Regions from separate parts of the Mus musculus genome. Here regions 2 and 3 are each linked to region 1. The links are chromatin contacts, called in public promoter capture Hi-C maps. All regions are on one chromosome and are shown on one strand. The core of a region is the stretch at or near the end of the contact, and the rest is flanking DNA. Distances in the headings are between cores, read along the strand shown. Region 1 holds the start of Dscam (DS cell adhesion molecule). Region 2 holds the start of Sh3bgr (SH3-binding domain glutamic acid-rich protein). Region 3 holds the start of B230307C23Rik (RIKEN cDNA B230307C23 gene).

Region 1 (3,005 bases), core at 347-2,846:
ACAGAGAGTGACAGATACCATGGAAGAGACAGAAAAGGCTGCAAAGGAAAGGACACATTTTCTACTAGGATATTTTAAATGGTGTATTTCCTTCTTTTTGCAAAAGGAGCCCTTTATTTTTCTTTATACCAGATCCCCAAATTTATATAGCTAGCCTAGCTATATAGAACCTTAGCCACCACTGGCCATGGTAACCAGGCACTAGGCCTAGGCTGCAGAACACCGCAACCATTATAGTTAGAAGTGCTGATGATTTCATTCTGTATGCCAGGGCAGGAACACTCATGAGACGCACACGTATGCTTAGAACTGGTAAGTGGAGGTAGTGGTTTGACTCCAAGCTGTCTGCCTCAGCTTTGTCTTGAGTGCTTGGCTACCAAGCCCCAGCTGAGCCTTAAGATGGTTGGAGTACCTGAAGAATTGTGCCCTAAAAGAACAGGAATGCAGGGAGGGAAATCAGGCCCACTGCCTGCCAGGGAGCACAGCTTTGAGGAACAGGGAGTGAAGAAACACCCTTTGCATGCAAAGGCAGAGGACACTGGGGTTCGTGTGTAGCTGGCAGAGCTGGAGGCGCAGCCTGAGTGGGCGGCAGCACGTGACCACCTACAGCTGCAGAGCAATGGCAGCCAGTGCGGCGTCAGGGCTCAGCTGACCCTTCCTAACACAGGGCCTGGCCATCTTGTGCCCAGCCCTGGTAAAGCACCATTTTATTTCTGCCTCAACATTTGCTTTTCTGGGCTATTCTGTGAGCCGTTTTAGGGGTGCCTAATCTGTAAGTGCACATGTAGTTCAGGCAGAAGATGCCTGATAGTCTGCGAAACTATCTCCATTTCCCATGAAATGGTCCTCTCTTGCCTTCCCTCAAAGCTTTCCCAGTCCATAGTCCTGGCCGTGTGCATTCAATGTTAGACTTTAAATCAGGGCACATTCTGACTCTGTGGGTCATTATTTTGTAAAGTGCCAGATACGGATATGTGCTTTTTGAAGGGCCTTTGTTGAAATAGTATCATTACTTCAAGATCTTTCTGGAGACCCATTTAGGCCATGGTCTGCTGTGCCAAGAAAGGGGTTGCATGTTGGGACTCAATACGCACTATCAGCTATTTTAATCAGTTTTTATACACCACTCAGAGACCAAAATTAGAATCGCTCATGTTTGCACCCTAGTATGTATTAAAGATAATTAAAAATCAGCCAGTGAAGTCAGAGAGCTCTTCCCAGGAGCCGCGAGGACTCCAAGGCAGCATTTCCCTCTAGGCAGATGGACTAGACTTTTCAGGGAGTCAATACGGACTCCGAATCCTGCTGCACATCGCATCAAAACTGCTAACGCCTCGCGGTCACCTCTGCCTAGCTGGCACCCTTCCGGAGTGGTCAGCCCCCGGCCGCATCTCATTAACAACCTGCAAGAACAGAGCTACACACGATGGGCTGTGTGGGGACGCGTCTCTGAGCCTCTGAGCCTCTGAGCCCTGGGTCCCGCCGACTGCGTGATCCGCCGCACTCCTCTGCTGCTGCTTTAAGACTGCAGAGCGCCCCAGCGGCCAGAGCAGGGGAGGGGTCCCCGCTCGCCTCCGCGCGCGGCCCGCCGGGCTCAGGCAGGGAAGGGCAGCACAGGGGACCCGGCGCCCGAGGCCGCCGCAGCAGGATGAGCCTGGCCGCGCGCCTGCTGCCTGGCTGCGGAGGGTGAGGCCGGCGCCCGGGAGGCCGCCGCCTGGCCGCGCTGCGCATCGGGGGGCGCCCGGCATGAGCTCGCGCCCGCGGCTGCGGCTGTGCGCCCGCGCCTGGCTGCCCGCGGCCCGCTGAGCCGAGCCGAGCGCACGGCGCACCTGGGCTGTGTCCGCGGCGCGGGGCGCGGCGCCCGGGAGCAGGTGTGCGGGGGCGCAGCAAGCGGGGAGCGCGGCTGGGCGGCTGGGCGGCCCCCGGGCAGGTGGCGGGCAGCAAGCGGAGCCGGGCCGGGCGCGGCGGAGCGCAGCGCAGCGCGGGGGGCGAGGCCGGCGCGTGGCTCGCTCGCTGGCTCGCTGGCTCGCGGGAGGCCGGGCAGCAGCAGGGGCATGTGGATACTGGCTCTCTCCTTGTTCCAGAGCTTCGCGAATGGTGAGCCTTGCGGTCTGTGCTGATTCCTGTCTGGGAAGGGGCCCGGGGGATGGGTGCGGTGTAGGGGGTTGAATGCATGGGTGAAGTCTTTTCCCTTTCCTTTCCTATCCGGGTTGGAATGTTCGTGCATGCGTTTATTTATTTATTTAAAAAATATATTTGCATTGCTTTGGAGAGGTTAGGCGATACTGATAGGAGGCCGGGGAGGCATCGCTCTGCAATCGTTGGAAGCAGCCTACCTAGCTAGCTAGCCAAGTGCCAGCTCAAAGCCTAACTCCAGAGCTAGACAGCTACCTCATCAGAGCCAGGCAGGTTTGGGAAGAAGAGAAGGGAGATGATCATTGCCACTTTGAATATCATAACCAGAAAAGGACATGGCGTTAGGAGCGTAGGCAGGTGCAGGGGTCAATTAAGACAGTAGCCCTCAGGTTCTGCACTCTTGAGCCTTAAAGCCTCCGCTTTAATTCTGCTACAGTTTATCCTTGAAGGCTGTGGGAAAGATGCGTCTGTCTGCATCCCCCTCGTCCCCTGGACACTACATGTTCCTCGCAGTAGTGTATGTAAAAATATGCACTGCTAGGCATTACATCATCTGTAATGTTGACAAATTTTTTAAAAATCACCTGTATACTTATAAAAGTGAAATTGGTGAATGTTGTACATGGTGTTTCCCCCTCATGCGCAGCTCAGTATAGCCTTTTGAGATGCTTTCTTCCTGATATTTAGAATCTATGGCTTTTGATGGAGTCAGACCCAATTAGTAAGTGTGTCTGCACCTTAGGCTGCCTGTCACAGTGTAAATATGAACTTACATGTATGAATGGCTTTCTCTCCTGTGGCAAAGAGAGGGAACTGTTATCATTTGGTACCGCTTGGAAGCATCCAGGGCTTCAATACCCATCTTAAAT
Region 2 (3,005 bases), core at 288-2,787, 970 kb after region 1:
TCCTTATGTAAACCCATCAACAGCCACGGAAGTTCTGTGTTCTCAATCTCTGTGATTGGAATTCTCCACTCGAGCTGTGTGCTCCTCTTTTTCTCCTAGTCCAGGGCATCGATCAGTTCAGGGCCACATGATGTCATAATTTCCAAGTCTGAGTTAGTCTACATACTACACAACAAATAGAACCACAGAAACCATCCTGGACGAGTGGGTGGGGTTGCCAAACTCTTTTATTTTCTGCCTGCCTTCTCTGAAGATCCTCCTGATTGTCCGCGGTTGGGTGTAGTGGCCTTCAGCAAATTGTGGTTGGGGCTGGTACTTAGCCAGGGCCTGGAAACATCTCTGCGGAGTGACTGTCAGAATTCCAGCCGCAACCTGAGACCCTTCGGAACAGCTATTAAAGGAAACAGCCCCCTCTCTGGTCTCTAACTCTTGGAATTAATAGACTGTTTTCTTCCCACAGCCTTCCTCATTTCTGCTAAGTACTGACTAGAACCTTCACAAGACAGACACTAGAGTCCACCTGAAGCCAGTCTCCTACAATTCATTCCTAGACCTAGAACTGAGTCTCTAAATTGCTCTTATTTCTTCTACCAGCGGGTCTACATAAATGCAGGCTGGAATCAGAGAGTGGGTGGTCTCAAGCAATCCGAGCTAAGCCATATGGAGCTGGGCTTTTAGCTCACACTCTAGGTGCCCTCACATAGGAGAGCATTTAAAACTGTGGGCCTCAGATGGGTTTGCTGCTGTCATTGTGACATCATTTTCTACAAATAATAAGCTCATACCTACTATCTTCTAATGTTTCCAGCTATTTCAAATATAGGAGTAATTGTGCCCCGAGGTCGTTTGGACGATCTGATTCATCTCTCCCTGACCCGTCATCTGTCTCCAAGATTTAGCCTGCGTCTTACAGAATGAATGATAAAGCACTAAAAATTCCAAATGGCTAAAACTACACAGCACTACCAACAGCGCACAAAACACCGGTTAAAAGGAGCATGAAACACTCCCCCCGTCCAGTCACCTTTCACGCCAACCTGCCAGATTACACACTCACATACTTTTTCCAACATCACGAAGACAGAGGCAAAAAAGCGCAGGGCGCTCATGCTCACCGCAGTGTGCAGTTGACTCCCACACAAAAACAAAAACAGCATTCAAGGCCAAAAGCCGGGGCATACCCACTCCTTCTGCCTCCAACCAGGAGTTATCCAGAAAAACACATAGGAAGAAAGCCCACAGAGCCCCAGACACCTACCGCTATGGACCCAGAAGATGTGGCAACAAACACTTTGATAACCATTTCGACAGTCGGAAAGAGGACTCCCCCTAACACACCCCTGCTAGGGAAGTCGCTGGACAAATCCCGCAGTGACGCCCGGGGGAGCAGGTGCCAGGTCAGGGCTGGCGGTGATCCAAGCCTCTGCTCCCAGCCCTCCCCTCCAACCAAGAGGCTAAAGAGCAACGGGGAGGCATCCCGGGCTTCCCCCTCCGTTTGGGATGTCAGGAAAACGATTGGCTGATAAAAGCAGCCACTGGACCCTTTCCCTTATCACTTTAAAGGCCTAACAACAGTCCCTAAAAGGCCAGGCTGAGAGCTCGGGAGCGCACCAATCACAGACCCATGGAGAGGTGCCTAGGGCAGAAGAGGCGGGGCTCTGGAAACTGTGGGGTGTGGAAAAGAAGCGAGTTGTCCAGAGCCTAGGGAAAAGCCCAGAAAAAGTCACCTTATCCAGAACCAGGCTGGATTCACCAGGCCTTGGACAGACCACAGAACTGTGAAGACTGAAACAGCCGCACTGGCCACTTAAATGAAGCGCGGCTTCCTGATTTAAAGTTTTCTAGAGGGTTATTTAAAAACCCAACGAACTGTCACAGGATGGAGATTCCTCTGTGAGTGGCCTGTTTCCTGCTTTCTCCTTCCACCAGCTGTTGGGTGCTGTAAAACTTCACTGACACTTCAGAGCTGGTGGCTGCCGATGACTGTATCTAGAAATAATCTCCCTATTTTAAAGGCTTTGGGAGATGGGGATGTTTATAACAAGCTCTAAAGCATCTTATTTATACAGGTGATTTGAACTGCATTTAAAAAAAATCAGAGTACAAAACTAGTAAAAAAAAAAAAAAAAAAAAAAAGCCCAAATGTTAGCAGCCCAGACTCTGCTGATGGGTTTCAAAGCAAGGTCAAGGACCCATGAGGTGGCTCACTGGATAACGGCCTGCAAGCCCGAACACCTTCCTGAGTTTCATCCCTAGAACTTCATAGTGAAAGGAAAAAAAGCAAATCACACATACACACTCAGACACACAGACACACATATGTGTGCACACATATACACACAACACACACACAGAGACACACATGCACACATATATACCCTAGAACTTTATGGCGGAAGGAAAAAAATACACAAACACACTCACACACAGAGACAGACACACATAAACACACATGTGTGCACACATATGCACACAATAAAAAAACATGCACACTCATACAGAGACACATGCACACACATATACACATAAATATGCACATACATACATGCACACACACAAATACACACATACACAATCACATGCACACACATATATACACATGAATACACAAAGACACACACATGCACACAAATACAATACACACACATACACTCAGACACATGCACACACATACATATGTATACACACAGTAAAAACACAGGCATACTAATACACACAGCCACATGCACACACACACACACACACACACACATATATATATATACATACATACATATACATGAATACACATATGCACACGCACGAATATACACACACATGTTCACACACACAAATACAGACATACACACAAATACACAAAGACATACAGACACACCCATGTACATATATACACACACATACACTCAGACACACATGCACACACATATATACATATGGCGGAAGGAAAAAAATACACAAACACACTCACACACAGAGACAGACACACATAAACACACATAGCGTAG
Region 3 (3,005 bases), core at 185-2,684, 830 kb before region 1:
ACACAAGCTATGGCTCATGCTAAGTAAGCTTCTAAAGAATACCATCTTGTACACGATTGACATGAGGGAAAGGAAGGAGATGGGAGACATCTATGAAGTCAGGAGAAAGATGAAGAAACTATGAAGTCAGCAGAAGCATCATACAATGGGACACACTCAGGAGAAGTCTAATCAAATAGTTGCTGCACAAGGGGAAACTCAGTGTATCTGAAAAAATTTCTGACCAAGTCTCTCATGGCCTTGGGACTGATAACCACAACCCCGTACGGTGGGAAGAGTTGTGCTCTCAGAATCTGAAGCAACCCCTCCCAAAGGCCCTGGCCCCAGACTATTACCAGCTCTCCCAAGCATATTCCAGGTCTTAGAGAAGAAGCTCTGTTTTATCTCTATACCCAGAGCCTCAGGGAAAGCTCCCAAGGCCTAGGCCCCAAGCTGTGACTGGCTCTGCCAAGCATGTTCCTGGGTTTCATGAGGAGCTATGTCATTCTCCATATATGGAAACCTCAGGGAAAGTGTAACTTAGCACTCAATACAACAGTGTTTTGTTTTGTTTTCTTTTTTACCTTCTCACATGGTTGTCACTAGGCATCATCTCACCCATGTGGCAGAACTATGCTTTTCTCAAGAAGAAAACTGAACCTTTATGCCACACCAGGCCTTACTGTAGATTGTGATCCTGTAAGGCCCCATAGACCAGCCTGTTAGAGGCCTGCTCTTTGATATGAAGATGAACCTAGTGGATGGTAGTAAATCAAGTTTGTTTCCTTTGTTATGGTTTGGTGCCCAATTTCTGGACAATCCGGGTGAATTAACTTGTGTATCCTAGCAACCTAATCTCTAACAGCCCTAGTTAGCACATTACCTATCTGTGGGATGTTTTACATGCAGTCCACCCTCAGATAAATTCTACTTGGAGTGCCTTACTATCTCCTAAGCTTTAGTAAATCCTTTAGATCATTAATCCTGCACTTTTACATCACAGCTTGATATTGGATTGCTACCCAGCACATGAGATGTCTTTTACAACCTCCACAAAATTAACTCCAATGGATTGTCCACCTTAATGGCAAATGGTAAGAACAGAACTTGCAGAAACTAGTACTCTCTGAGTTTGGGATCATGCCAAAGATCTTTCTACACACAGGCCAAATGCTCTGCACAGATGCAGCCCCCACAGTGAAGTTATTCAGAGGCTACAGCTGGGTCCCCCAAGTGGCTAGGACCTCACACGTGGCCGCCGATTCCCATTCAGTCCTGTGAAAGCCCCACCACACCAGCTCGCGCTGCTGAGACCCCTGCTTCTCCCCATTGTTGGCAGTGACCCTGTGCTTACCATGTCGCAACTTCGGAGCTTGCCTGTGCACAATCCACAGCATCCAACCGCAGGAAACGGAGCACGGCACACAGAACCATTCAAGCACTCAACCAGGAAGCGAAACCGACACCACCGCACCCGGAAAACCCGCCTTCTCTTCTGACACGCAGGTCTGCCTGGAGGCTCTGATTGGCCAGTAAGTCTTGAGTGAGTCGAGCACCTCCCTTAGAGTTAGAGTGTGCTGAAGCCACACAGTGTAGAAGTTCTCAGACCAAGCTTCAAATCCAGGGACGACCTTTTCCAGATCTACAGGGATTTTCATTTCTGTAATACTTGTGCCGGTCCTCCAATAGCCTACCCTTCTGTCTCCCCGCACAGCCCCAGGGAGGAACCACCACTGCACCTATCACTGCTCAGCCGCTTGCTCCTCCCCTATGTGAACAGTTGACCCCGTGCTCAGCAAGTCCTTGACTTTTCAGCCTGAGCTTTCCTCACTCAGTAGACTGTTTGCCTTCCTCCTGGAATCAAGGTAGTTAGCTTGCATAGCTCAACTTGCAGTGGAGTTATCAATCTGTCCTACAAGCGGAAGGGTGCCCAGGATATTAACGATTAAAAAGAGATTTGGGGAAACAATAGTTTTGTTGCGGTTGGGATTCAGACCCGGGACCAGCTTCTGATCTGCATATATTTAACACACCAAAGCTGGCTGGGTGGAGCCATCCAGCAGCCGCGGGAGAACTGAGTTTACCTGAAAGGGGTGCTGGAAATGAAAAGATGGGGGTGGGGGGTACGCGAGAGAAGAATGAAGTCAAGACAAAGATTCTGATCAAGACTCAAAGTTTAATAATAGGCTTTACGTTTATAAAGGGAAAAACCACAAAACCCATCCCCTTCTTTAGCTGGAATATGTTGTAGAACAAGGTCAGCACAGGCAGCCAAAACAGCTAAGTTCCCATGGGAACCTGCAACTGCAGCCAAGACACATGTCTCTATCCAGCTTGATAAGGCCTGTCAAGATGAATGTTCAAGGTCTGCTTAGCCTGCTCAAGGCTGGGAAGGTTACAGCTGAACCTCCAGGTTCTCCCAGCTCTCCTCAGTCTCCACCTGTTACATAGCAAAGTTGGCAGACCCCACCTTGTACCCTGAGCTTTCCTGTCTCCAGAAGATCTTCCTATATAATCCTGACAGTTTGTACTCTTTGTCTCTCTGTTTCATTCTCTCTCTCTCTCTCTCTCTCTCTCTCTCTCTCTGCCTCCTCCTTCCTCCTTCTCCTGCCCTTCCCCCTCCTCCCTCCACTTCCCTCTCCATCTCCCTCCCCCCTGCATGCCTTGCTAGCTCCTTCTCCCCACCTCTGCTCCTTATACTCCCATCCCATAACTTCTCTGACCTCCTTGGGACTAGTGAACTCTCTGGTTCCTTGGGATCACTGAATCCACTAGAGAGCTACCCCCAAATAAACCCCCAAATACTCTAATTTCACTTGGGTTGAGTCCTTCATGCTGGGCTTAGGTAAACTGCAGCTACTTTTCAGCTGGTAAGTATGTGAACCCTGGAAGGCAAACAGGAACCAGATAACAAACCCAGTGGAGCACTATGGTTAGCCAACACATCTTCCTCACTGGGAAGCTAAACATTCATACACAGAGGCTTCTGCAAGGCCTCCCCACCCCAGCTTTTGTAACTTTCTGCC

Evidence for each region. Promoter capture Hi-C pulls out the DNA fragments that hold promoters and counts their contacts.
Region 2: a promoter capture Hi-C map of embryonic stem cells shows a contact between it and region 1, with 5 times the contacts expected there. The contact joins the promoter of Sh3bgr here to the promoter of Dscam in region 1. A contact is called at or near these places in 2 of 39 promoter capture datasets (embryonic stem cells and liver) and 2 of 115 datasets of contacts at active chromatin or transcription factors (astrocytes and embryonic stem cells).
Region 3: a promoter capture Hi-C map of hippocampal neurons shows a contact between it and region 1, with 2.6 times the contacts expected there. The contact joins the promoter of B230307C23Rik here to the promoter of Dscam in region 1. A contact is called at or near these places in 2 of 39 promoter capture datasets (cranial neural crest and hippocampal neurons).

The regions. Positions count from the first base shown.
Region 1 is chr16:97,169,326-97,172,330 of GRCm38.p6, reverse strand. Dscam (DS cell adhesion molecule) reads left to right here and starts at 1,596. Exons shown (of 33, transcript NM_031174.4): 1 at 1,596-2,097. The coding sequence starts at 2,055.
Region 2 is chr16:96,199,002-96,202,006 of GRCm38.p6, reverse strand. It overlaps Sh3bgr (SH3-binding domain glutamic acid-rich protein), which reads right to left and starts at 1,537. Exons shown (of 8, transcript NM_015825.2): 1 at 1,259-1,537. The coding sequence starts at 1,303.
Region 3 is chr16:97,995,765-97,998,769 of GRCm38.p6, reverse strand. B230307C23Rik (RIKEN cDNA B230307C23 gene) reads right to left here and starts at 1,434. Exons shown (of 4, transcript NM_001362093.2): 1 at 1,334-1,434. The coding sequence starts at 1,336. It overlaps C030010L15Rik (a long non-coding RNA gene), which reads left to right. Exons shown (of 5, transcript XR_001781957.2): 3 at 983-1,073; 4 at 1,319-1,844.